Linked DNA regions of Neogale vison: regions 2 and 3 are each linked to region 1. A link is a contact called in public Hi-C data. All regions are on one chromosome and are shown on one strand. The core of a region is the stretch at or near the end of the contact, and the rest is flanking DNA. Distances in the headings are between cores, read along the strand shown. Region 1 holds the start of TRMT10A (tRNA methyltransferase 10 homolog A). Region 2 holds the start of LAMTOR3 (ragulator complex protein LAMTOR3). Region 3 holds the start of LOC122889349 (histone H2A.Z).

What was found. A called contact is a pair of places that touch in the nucleus more often than the background predicts.
Region 2: a Hi-C map of fibroblasts shows a contact between it and region 1, with 3 times the contacts expected there. The contact joins the promoter of LAMTOR3 here to the promoter of TRMT10A in region 1. A contact is called at or near these places in 2 of 3 Hi-C or Micro-C datasets (fibroblasts and muscle).
Region 3: a contact with region 1 is called in a Hi-C map of fibroblasts, with 5 times the contacts expected there. The contact joins the promoter of LOC122889349 here to the promoter of TRMT10A in region 1. A contact is called at or near these places in 2 of 3 Hi-C or Micro-C datasets (fibroblasts and muscle).

Annotation. Positions count from the first base shown.
Region 1 is chr11:108,429,544-108,433,374 of ASM_NN_V1, reverse strand. It overlaps TRMT10A (tRNA methyltransferase 10 homolog A), which reads right to left and starts at 1,524. Exons shown (of 8, transcript XM_044224422.1): 1 at 1,436-1,524.
Region 2 is chr11:108,164,789-108,168,890 of ASM_NN_V1, reverse strand. LAMTOR3 (ragulator complex protein LAMTOR3) reads right to left here and starts at 1,270. Exons shown (of 7, transcript XM_044224419.1): 1 at 1,131-1,270; 2 at 782-827. The coding sequence starts at 790.
Region 3 is chr11:108,104,307-108,108,484 of ASM_NN_V1, reverse strand. LOC122889349 (histone H2A.Z) reads right to left here and starts at 1,640. Exons shown (of 5, transcript XM_044224413.1): 1 at 1,467-1,640; 2 at 955-1,032; 3 at 560-673; 4 at 83-212. The coding sequence starts at 1,469.

The sequences.
Region 1 (3,831 bases), core at 275-2,774:
TCACTTCCGATACCATACAATAAGCATTTCACCATATACTAGCTTGTTCAGATGACCTGAAGCAAAATGTGGCATTTTTTTACTAGGTATACTTGCTTTTTAAAGTTTGTGCCACAGTTTATAAGCTCCACAGCAGTTTTGTGTTCCTCCCTCCCATGCTGTGACAGTATATTTTCATTTATTCAACCACGTTCAACAAATACTTAAGAATATTTTGTATAGAAATATCTGTGTGAAATTTAGTTTACTTTAATAGAGAATTTTTACAAAGTTGGTTCGCTTAGTTACAAGAATTAGGTTATCAGATGGTCTGATAACACCAAGAACTGGATAAAGGTGACTAAGGCCATTTGGTGTGAGACAAATAAGTAAAATAAATAAGAAAGTAAAAGTCATCTCAATCTTCCTTGTATCTCCAGTTCTCAGCACAGCTTCCAGCAGGGAACACAGTCATACATCAGTCAAAAGTTAAAAAAAAAAGGATTTTGATTGGGCTAAATAAGCAGTCTTCATTACTTATGACAACCTCCCCTCCTGAAAGACCCAAACGAATGTTGGAATAACTGCAAAATGGAGTTGAATGACCTGACAGTGACAGGTCGTTTAAGAAAAGTGAGAGGGAAAGAAAACCTTTGTTAAAAGGCGCCGGCCAGATCTGCGATATCTAAAGCGCACGATTTAGCTGGGCTGGCCTAGGGAGAGGGGAAGGAATTAAAACCACCAAAACAAAACGGGAGAAAGTCATCTGTTGCTATCCTCTTTATAGTTCTAGAAAAAAAATCCCGAATTTTAACACTTAAAATAGTTCGCTGAAATCAAGTAACGCCTGTCTTCTTAAACACCATCCTCGGCTCACCACCATGGGGCTACCAGCACCTGCAGCAACTTTCCCTTGGGCTCTCAGCATTTCAGAGCGTTCAGCTACGTCCGCCCCTCGCTGGGAGAAACGCGGTAAGGCGGGTTTAAAGTGGTAAAGCGACAGCTCGCGGTCTCTAGCCACCAAGGGGCAGAACCACACTCGTTTGCCAGCCTTTCGGGGTCCAGATTTCCCTCTCCCTTCATTATTTGGAAACTCACTCTCTTCACACACTAGGGACCGGATCCCGACCCCCACACACACTCCGACCGTAGGCACTCCCACAGCGGGTGGGCAGAGCCTCGCCCAACACTCCCCTCCAGGGCACCCGTCGGCGGACGCACTCAAGGAGGGATTAAACTACAGCCAGCGAATCAGGGAGCTGCGTGGCGCGGGGGACGCGCTCTCTGTGACATCACTTCCTTCGGGAACGGGGTCGCGGCTCCATTTCTACAGCCCCACTCCCCTCTCCCCCGGAAGCCGTGTTGCTAGTGGAGAATGGCATCGCCAAGAGCCCCTTTTGCGCCCAAAGAAGACCAGAGAGTAGGCAGGCGCCAGAGGCAGTGCCAAGAGACTTACGGAGCCGAGGAGTTGACAGGGAACTGAGAACACCAACCCAGACCCTTCTCGTAATGGTCTTGCTAGAGCTCACGAATCTTCCTAAGGAAACTTCAACTCCCAGAGGCAGGGACGGCGGCTACGCGTAGGAGGCTACGGCGCGTACGTCTTTACGTCATCAAACTGCGCCACATTTGGACCTGCAGAAAGGCGAGGGCGTTCATGTTGGGCGGGGTCTGGAGTGAGGGTTTTTGGAGGGGAGGTAGTTACAATGATGTCTGCTTTTGCACCTCAAAGCAAGTGTATGCTTGCAGGCATGTATTCATTTATATATACCTATGGGGATAGAGGAGGGGTGTAAGGCATAACTACTTTTATAAATTTTAAATGCGAAGCAGTGTTGGAGAGCTCTTTAATTCTCTACTGGAGATGGAACGAAAGCATAGCTACGCCTGAACTGTGATGTATACGGAAGAAGGTTGCCAGTATCACATGATTTCACACAACTCAAATGGAAAATCAAAATTGGAAGAGTGAGTCAAATTCCCAATAAGATGCATTTAAATCTAGAATGTTTAAATTCTTTTTCTTCATTATACCCTAAGTCTTACTCTCCATTCATTCCTTGAACTAATTTTCTTACAGTTTTGCAAAACATCATGTGACGTTTCATTGTTCATAATACATGACCTTATATGATCTTTTTGCTATATATAGACCAAGTCAACTTGAGGGAGAACTGAAACAAAATCTAGTAGACTGTCGTTTTTAGCTTTTCTTTTAGCCTTCTTCTAATAGGTGATTGTTGCAGAATTTGAATATAAGAATGAGATTTGAATGGATGAATAGAAGACTGCCATATTGGTATGGGAAGAATTATGAAGTAAATTATTGATACTTGAAAATATATTTGAACATGTTTAAAGGCTTTAATGAATAGAAAATTAAATTCAAAATTTGAGTTCTCTCATCACAAAACTGAAAGCATTCTTGTTTAAAACCCTCAAATTTTACTTGAAAAACTAGGTCAGCTATAAGACTGCGGGTTACTCCCTGTTTCTTCCTCATCTTAAATCTAAAAGATCTCTTAACTGAACATTGACAACAAACTCTGGATCCATTTCTCATGTTAGTAGGGCATCTCTTTTCCAGCTGCCTCTATATCAGGGCAAAGAGTAGCTGAGTGAGGATTAGTAATTGGATATGTAGCCCTTCACATGTAGGTCATTAAACTCAGGCTGGCATAATGGCGTGCCAAGTTTTTCAACAGCTGTTCAGTGCCTCTCAGGATTCTGTTTATGAGTAATAATATATTTTTTCAGTGTTACTATTTGGCATCCTTATGTATTTAAGGCAGGATTTTTTTTAAGTTACCTTAAAAACCTTCATATTTTCATGGCAGAGTCAATAAGTTTTCTTTTGATAACAGCCATTTTAACTCTACAGTAATGTGGTGCAAATATTTAAGTGATTCTACTATCAATGATTCTACTATCAAGCACCAAAAAAGTGCCAGCAAAAAAAGGGGGGGGATTAATCAGAAATTGAAGCATAATATAGAAAGTATAGGAAAGTAAATTCATGATATGAAATAACCTTCATTGATTTATAAAATTCATGTGTTTATTGAGTTCATGTTTTTGTCTTAGTACTGTTCATACAAAGATAACTAGATCATAATCTGTGTCCTTGTAAGGAATCCATAGACTAGTGGCAAGCCAGCAGTAAATAAATACCCATACAACATACAATGTACTTGAGATACCTATACATGAAAAGGAGCAACTAAATGCTCTTGGAGACAGGAAATATAGTTTTAGAAATTGAATAATTTTGCTCCATGTTGGAAAGTAAGTGGTTTTCCAGGTATAAAGAAGAAAAAGGTATTCAAATATTGGGAGCTATAAAAGCAAAGACATGTCAAAATTTGGCACATGATTGAAAAGCTGTGGATAGGATGAAGAAAAAGGAGGAAAGAATAACCCTAAGGGTTTTTTAATTTGGACAACTATAGGAATGCAATTATGTTAACTGGGTCATTTAGGGAATAGTGGGAGAAAATTAGGTTTTGAAAAAAGTAGTTTGATATTGAATATGTGGGTTCCGGGGAGTATGTGGGATTTCTAAGTAGAAACAGATTTAGAAATCATTAGCAAATATTTAGTGGTTTAAGCCAAAATAAGAGTTTGAAATAAAAGAGATTCAAGTTCATCGGTTGCAAACCTATAATGTCTATGAGGACTAGAAGATAACAATGAGAGAAACTATCTGGGAGAAAAGTACGAACCTGAGAGGCCATTCTCTGTTTAGTCAGGGCACTGATTCCAAGAAGGAATATGGGCTTCATTACACCAAATCTCAATTTTTATAGAGAAGCCAGGAAACCAGATTTTTATGTAAAATCTGGTTTTTAAGTG
Region 2 (4,102 bases), core at 21-2,520, 260 kb after region 1:
CAGCCTAAAAAGAAAAATCACATTCAATATTAATGTTGAGTGATCATTTAGCCTAGTGGTTAAGAGGGTAAGCGCTGGAGTTAGACTGCCTGGGGTGGTATCTTGACATTACAACTTACCAGCTGTGTAACCAGAGGCAAGTTACATGATCTTTCTATGCCTTAGCCTCCCCATCGAGAAAACAAGGACAGTAACAGTGCCTACTTCATAAAAGTTGTAAGAATTAAATGAGTCTATGTTCAAGTTTGGAAGAGTACCCGGCATGTAAGTAATAAAACAGGATGTGAAATATAGACACAAACATTAGTAGTATTAATTCCCCGTTGTTTCTAGTAACTAGTACAATTAAGTTTCCTAAACTTAAAATTTGGGTTTTACTGCTATGCTAAAGAGGTTATCAGTCAGAAATCATCTCAGTTTGCTCCAGTGAATCTAGAGAGACATCATGACCACTTCCTGGAAAAAAGTAGATTCACAGCAGCAAAACATTTAGAAATTCAAATGGGATTCAGAGCCTCTCTTCTGCCTGCTGGACTAGGGAGTGGGAAGAAAACAATTCTCTCAACCTCAAGACATCAACACACCCACTGTGCGCAGAAACTCGGGGCTCCGCAAATCTCTTCATCTTAGTCACTCACTCCAGAGTCTACAGAAACTATGTGGGGGTGGGGGTCTAAAAGGGAACATATTTCTCCTTGGCAAGCTTTACCTCTCCCCGCCCAGGAGGCCTCCCCTAAACTTCCCATCCTCCCCTTCCTCTTGTGTGGGTGTGTTAACTCACATCCGCCATGACGAACCCCTTTGTCCCGCAGGATCAATGTCCACTCCTGGAAGAGAAACTCCTGGTGACTCTCCCCTCGACACTTCTTCCCACCTCCAACCTAATAAGCGGGGTCAGCTCTCATCAAGGCCAGGCAAGAATCCGCGGCTCTAGGACTCGCACTAGGGGAGCGGGAATGAGCGCGAGTTCTCCAATACCCAGGCGGTAGCTGTCATGCCCTATCTCAGTCACTCCACCCTCCACCCGCGAAGATCTAGGCCCGAAGGCAAGTCCTCTCCCTCCCCTGAGTCTCACGGCCGGCGCCACCGGGGGGCCCGGGCTCAATACCACGCAGAGCGGCTCAAGTTACCCGGCTTTCTGGGCTGCGGTGTTCTCTCAGCTGTAAGCTCGGGGACAGCTTCAAAGACAGTCTCCCTTGAAAGCCGTCGTCACATGACTTGCGACCTCCTCAGTGCTCCAGGAAGCACTTCCGACGCCTCCGAAGCCGGGTGACACGAAATTTCCGGGGAGGTGCGGGGGACTTTTGCGCCGGCGCACCCCGCCCGTCCCCGCCCCTGGGCGGGCTGCTCCTTGCGCCTGCGCACACCTGGGGACGTGGGGACGCCGGCCCGAGGTTAGAGGGTTCCTTGGCTATCGTCTGGCACTCAAAGACCTGCGGAAGATGTATGCCCGAAGACGTTATGTGGGGAGGGTGCACAGATTTCATTAGTTTTTCAAGGCTTGTTATCTTAAGATCTTTTCTTGTAGGTAAAAAACGTTTGAAGGGCTGTTGTTTGCAAGGGGAACTGCGGCAGAGTTGCCCGTGTTTAGAAGTCCCTGGCTCCTGGGGCGCCTGGCTGACTGAGTCAGTGGGGTTTATGACATGATCTTGGGGTGGTGAGTTCCAGCCCCGGTGGGTGAAGAGATTACTTAAAAATAAAATCTTAAAAAGCAAAAAACAAAACAAAACCCAGGTTCATAGATTTCTGAGCCTGATGACCTCCTCTGCCTTGGCTTTTCCAAGGGCGGTTACTCAAGGTCTTGTCTAGATTGAATAGAGGAGCCGTGGGCTTTCTGGAGTTTTCACAGTTATTTGTGGAACTCAGCATATGCAAATACTGGACGACCTCCCTTCTTTGCCTCATGATTTAGAAGGCTGTGACTTAGTTGCAGTCATGTTTTTTGTTTGGTGCCTTGCTCATTTGCACAAGTAACAAAAACCTACGGGTAGCTGGTAAGAAAACAAAGACTATGGGAGCTTGTTAAGGACTCATCTTCAACTCCCAGTCCCTAAAAGTAGGAGTGCAAAAGGGATTCTAGCTTAAGACAGGGGGAAGAGTTGGATACTAATTTCCTGTTTATCCGTGAGAAGACAAAATGGTAAACTAAACTACAGAGCTCCCAGCTGTTAAAATGATCTAATTATTACAAGGGAACTTGACAGTTCCATAGCAACTCACGTCATTGAAGTTCACTTCCTTTTCCTTATTTAAATCGTTTGATTTCCTAGCTTTGGGATACTGTATTACTTATTTTAGGTCCTCACCCATTCTAGTTTCCTAATTCTTTAGATCATTGCGTTTAAAGCTTGTCTTTAGTTTGTTTTTCTCTTTCCACATTTCCCTGAGAACGTGAGTCCTAAGTCTGCACCTTTCCTCAGAGTTCTAGGTTCACATTTTTGGCTGCTTGTCTGTTGTTGCACATTTCTAAATATATGTCTTATAGTCGCCTCTGACTCAAAAGCTCCAAAAACTTCTCCCATCAACATTTTTCATAATGTGTGCCTGTATCATTTCCATGATTCTACTAGTCAGGTGTCATGTTTGACTGCTATCTTTTGTTCCTCGTGTCTGCTTTTCTGTAACAGATTTTTTCATCGATTTTTTTTTCAATTTCTCATTCAAACCATTATCTAGCAAGATGATATTAATAGCCACTTATAATGGCCAGATAAACTTTCCCAAAACAATGCACATTACTGCTGCACAAAAAATCTTCAGTGATCCACCATTGAAGACTGATAAAGTTGACAGTCTAATCTTTTACCTCTGAACACATTCTAAGGTGAATCCTATACTCCAGCCAAATTGATTACTTCACCTTTCCATCACTGTTTATTATTTCTCCACACTGGTTCTGGAGGGTCCTTTAAACTGAAATGCTTATTTCTCTTCTAGGGAAGGAGAAACATCTGCCCTTCTACCCTCTTAGTTTCTATGGCTGAGCCTAAGAATTGATAGATTATCCAGTGAAAAAAACACATTTATTTAATATTTTAATGTGTATATGGGAGTATTCAGAAGGAGATAATGTCCAAAGACATCACTAGTCCCAAAAGTTACATACTTTTTTATACAAAAAACAACAAATTGTGGGGATGTGACAAGGAAAGGGGCTTGGGTAATGGACAGTAAATTGTGGGACAGTGATAATGAAACGTGGGTGAAACCAATGGAAGATAAGGATTATTTTAGTAGGCTTGTTTCTAAAGGTCCATTTTGGTGTCAGTCTCACCTCTGGTGATAAGAATGTTCTCTTCCTGGTAGAGGGAGGGCACCTTTCTCATAGGAAATTTTATGACCTGCTTTTTGGTCAAAGGAGAGGTCGAAGAATCCTTCCTGTATATGTTTTCTTAGTTCCTTCAGCTCAAAATAATCAGTATGCCTAAGTGGTGGGCACCTGGGCAGCTCAGTAGGTTAAGTAAGGGTCTGCCTTCTCAGGTCATGATCCCAGGGTCCTGGGATCAAGTTCCACATTGGGCTCTCAGCTCCAAGGGGAGTTTGCTGGTCTCCCTCCATATGCACCACCTGCCCTCATGCTCTCTCTCTCAAATAAGTAAATAAAATCTTTTTTAAAAACACCAAAGTGGCATATTTTGGGGTGGCATGTTCTGAATCCCTTCACTTTCTTAGATGTGCTTTTTTTTGAGAAAGAAAGAGCATGCATATGCCCACATGGGGTGGAGGAGGGGCAAAAGGAGAGGGAGGGAGAGAATCTTAAGCAGGCTCCATCCCCAGAGCAGAGCCCAATGCAGAGGCTCAATCTCATGACCCTGAGACCTGGGCCGAAATCAAGAGTTGGATGTTTAACCGACTGAGCCACCCAGGTGCCCCTCTATCTGAGATACTTAAATCTTGTTTTCTGATAACATCTCACATATCCCATTCTCTTGAATACTGCTCTATGTTACCAAGAATAATTTATATCTGTGCATAATTATGTGTCATAGTTTTGCTTTCCTAATGAGACCATAACCCCTAGAAGGTCAGGTCATGTTTTGGACTTTTTTTCCAGTTTCCTATAATGCCTCAATGTCTTGTACTCTGTAGGCAACTAATTCAG
Region 3 (4,178 bases), core at 391-2,890, 330 kb after region 1:
ATAAAAATACGTGTTCTTCTGTACTAAAAAATGAGCTACAAAATTTTTTCTACGAAGGAATAAAATTTTAGTATTTACATACCACCACCAGCAATTGTAGCCTTGATGAGAGAGTCCAATTCTTCATCTCCACGAATAGCAAGTTGCAAGTGACGAGGGGTAATACGCTTTACCTTCAAGTCTTTTGATGCATTTCCTGCCAATTCAAGTACCTACAAGGCAGATTCTAATCAATCTCCTTCCAACTTTCCTTAAAGCGGAAGCCCAGAGAGTAGAATCAAATCTTCATGAAGGTAAATCTACCAAATGATGTCTTTCCCTACTACCTGAATGGCAACACATGCAAAAGGGGGCACGCAATTTTATTTCCAAGAGCAGCAAACTCAACCAAGCTCAAAAGGATTCCTTAATGAACACCAGCCCCCTCTAGCGTTCTCAGAAGCTTCTAGCCGCGTTTAGGGCCTGGGAGTTTTTCTTGCATCACTTTCCTCCTTCCCTCTCGCCGCCTCCCCCAACCCCCCCAAAACCTTTTCCAGATTATAGGCGTACACCCATTTACCTCTGCGGTGAGATACTCCAGGATGGCTGCGCTGTACACAGCGGCAGTCGCGCCCACACGTCCATGACTGGTCGTCCTAGATTTCAGGTGTCGATGAATACGGCCCACCGGGAACTTAATTTTAAGCACACAAACATAAATGCACAAAGATGTTAGAGTCAAAGATGGTAATATCACACGCGCGCCAAACCAAGGGGCATATACGCTGGTGCAGCAACGCGCCCCAGCATCGACACACGTGATCGCCCCCCCCGATATTTATCGTATCGGCAAACCAAGTCGCGACACCGCATCACCCACGCAAGGACGAAACGCCCATCTACAGCGATGATAAACACGAAAAGCGGTGGAAAGAAAAACGCCACAATTCCCAGACTGCACGAACAACCACTGACCTGCAAGCCGGCTCTCTGTGAGCGGGAAACCGCCTTTGTCTTGGCCTTTCCGGAGTCCTTCCCAGCCTTACCGCCAGCCTGCGGCGCGCACACGCCCGCGAGCGAAGGAGGAATGGGGAATATAGGATTACCAGGGCGGCGCGCCCCTCCCCCACCGCGGCGCGGCCCAGGCGCGAGCGCGGCCCCGTGCCCAGCCGGGGTCTCTGGCCAGCCGCGCGCCGCAAGGGCGACCCCGCCCGCCCGCCCCCCCGCAGCGCGCCCGCCGCGGCCGCGCGCCTCCGTCCGCCCGCCGGCCCCCAGCGGCGCTGCGCGCGCCACCCAACCGTCGCCGCCCGCCGCGAGATCGGAGGCTGCTCCGCTCGCCGCCGACAAAACACCTCCCCCCGCTCTTCCAAATCCTGTCTCCGCGCGTTCCCAACCGTCGCCACTTCACCCCCATCTCCCGTGTGTAACGGGTTTTTCTCCCATCGGCAAAAACCCGCGAAGTCTTCGAGCGCCTCCGCGAAGTTTACCATTTCGAATTCCGCTGAAGCTCAAACAAGCAAGGCAGAGAAAGGACTAGTCAGCCAGCCAGCGAGATCCCACCGCCTACTCCGCCGTCGCACCGCGATTCAAACTGCGCTGTCTCCCGCCTTCCTCGCTCCCTTTATACTGCTGAATGTTCCCTCATCCGGGAACTCGGATTGCTCATCCCACCAATGGCTGCCACCCGCCCTCGGGACGCGTCCTTGAGGCCTCAGCCAATGAACAAGCGAAGAATAGGGCAGAGGGGCGGGCACTCCTCAGCTGGGGGAGGGCGGAGGGATGGGAACTGAGGAGACGAAGGGCACGGCGGCGGGAGGGAAGAAACAGAGCGAGCTACGCTGCGGGAGCGAGGAGACCCGCCGGCTGTGGTCACGTGTCTGGGAGGAGGAGCTGAGAGGCTGGCTCAGGGGAGGGGCACGCGGTGGCGCCCGCGGTCTCCCAGTCTGATCCCGGGGTCTGCATGTTGTGGCCTCCGGATCTAGCTTGCACTCCTTCCCCTAACCCCACTGCTTTGTCACTCCGACCAGAGCGCTTCGAAGGCCGAGACCCGCTAGCTGGCCCACAGCCTTTTTTTTTTTTTTTTTTGCCCGGACCCGGGGCACCTTCTTCCCCGCCGCCCTCTCCATCCCCAGCGTCTCCTCTGGTCTGACAGGTGGCGCGTTCGCGTCGAGTGAGAATGGTTCACTCCTCGGTGAACCACAGGCTTAACAGAGATTTCGCGTCTTCCCCGTAGGCAAATCCGCAGCCGCCGAATGATCGCGACCCGCTGATCCCACGTCATCTTTAGCTGTATGTCCCACATTTTCTTTCCTCGCCACTTTTGACGCCACTTGAGAGTTCCACGGGAACAAACGGTGGAGCAAAGTCACCTCTCTGGTCACAAAAGACCTTTTGCTCTACGCTCGGAGGGCTCGGGGTGAGGCTGTATTCCCTAATCGAGTCATAAGCCGTATTTTTCTGGAGACTACATATCAATGGGTTGTACTTACAGCCTGGTATCTAAAGTTGATTTAGTGAAACCTGAAAGCCATTATGTGTCAACTTTTCTATACAAGACATTTTGCTACATGACAAATGTTCGATAAATGTCAGTGGGGTAACTCCTAACATGATTCACAGACAGTTACAGATGGTCCATGTAATCAATTGCAAATGGTGGGCTTAAAAAATAGTCCTGTACACAGAGTACTATCATAATGCCAGCTACTTAGCCTTCCAACTAATAGATTAATAACACCTGTGTGCATCTCCAGATGCTTGTGGTGATGTAAATCTTTCATAATTATAGTTATTACACTTTAACAGTGTTTCCGACATGAAGTAATTTTGAAATATGTATTAAGTACATTAAAGTTTCAGTTTGAAAGATTTTATCAAATTAGAGGAATTCTCCATTTCTGGAAGATAAATTCTAGAGAAGAGATCCCCAATAATTTCAATACTAAGGTTTTTTATTGCTCCCCCCACCCCCTGGAACTGAGGAATTGTTCATGATGTCATCAATAGAAGAATTAATCAGTTCCCCCACCGAACTGATACAATGACAGTAAAAGCTGTGGGGCCCGACGTAACAGTTAACTAGGCTCCACTGGGCCTTTCTGATAAACAACTCACAAGCCAACATTAATACCTTTTCCAGTTTAGAGACTATGTTCTCTTTGTTACGAGGTCCAACTAAAGGAATTCACTGTTGCCTCACTGAATAGAGTTTAACAGAATGAGCTCAGGAACAGGTAGAAATAGATTCTGCTCTTCTTTCTCACTGTTATCATACTTACTAACCTTTTGGAACTTCTAGTTCTAAGAAAAGGGTATAGTACCACTTATTTTCACATGGTTGATGAAAGAGTAAAGGAGAGGGCATTCAGTGTACCCTCTAGCATATGTTTGTCAATAAGCACTCAATCATAACTACGATTATCTTTTACCTTGGATGCTGGGGAGGGGTGAAATAAAGTATTTTTGATTCCTAAATATTTTTTCTTGTCCAGTACATTGTCTTCCATTGATTTGAAAGTTGCAAGGCAAAAAACTGCCTATGTATACACAACCACGGCATCCCTCCTCCAAACTAAAATCCTAAATTGGTTTAATACCTTTCATGGTTTTCCTCTTCCTTCTGATAGCAGGACAACATCAGTTTCTTCATTTTCCCAGCAGTTTTGTGATGACCTACTCTTTTTGCTTCTCTGGAAAATGCATGCTACAAATATGTTAATATTCTTGGATTATCTCTCCTGTACTTGTTTGTATACTACTACATGTATATAATGTATATAGCCAAAGCTATATAATTATTTTGTTCAATGCCATATCCAATGGATATTTAAGTCCTCTTTTGCCATAAAAGTCTACATATGAAGTAGATGACCTCACTATTATTGATTCTCTCCTTAATGGCCTTATCCTAACTCAGCCAAACTTTCTATGACCAGTTATTACCTCCTCTCAAACACTAGTCTGTATGTTAACTACTGTTGTTTTTTACATTTTATGGTGAGAATTTGAGACTGTCACATTTGGGAATCTCAAATTTCTGAATAACATTTTGCTTTAAAAACCTATTTTTAAACAAATACAAACAAGTTATTTCAAAAGGTATCAGCCTAGATAGATAATGGCAGAATTCTTCTTTTTAGGAAATCCACATTAGAATCCTAGTTCTCACTACCTAATACATCCAGGAAAGAATGTGCCTT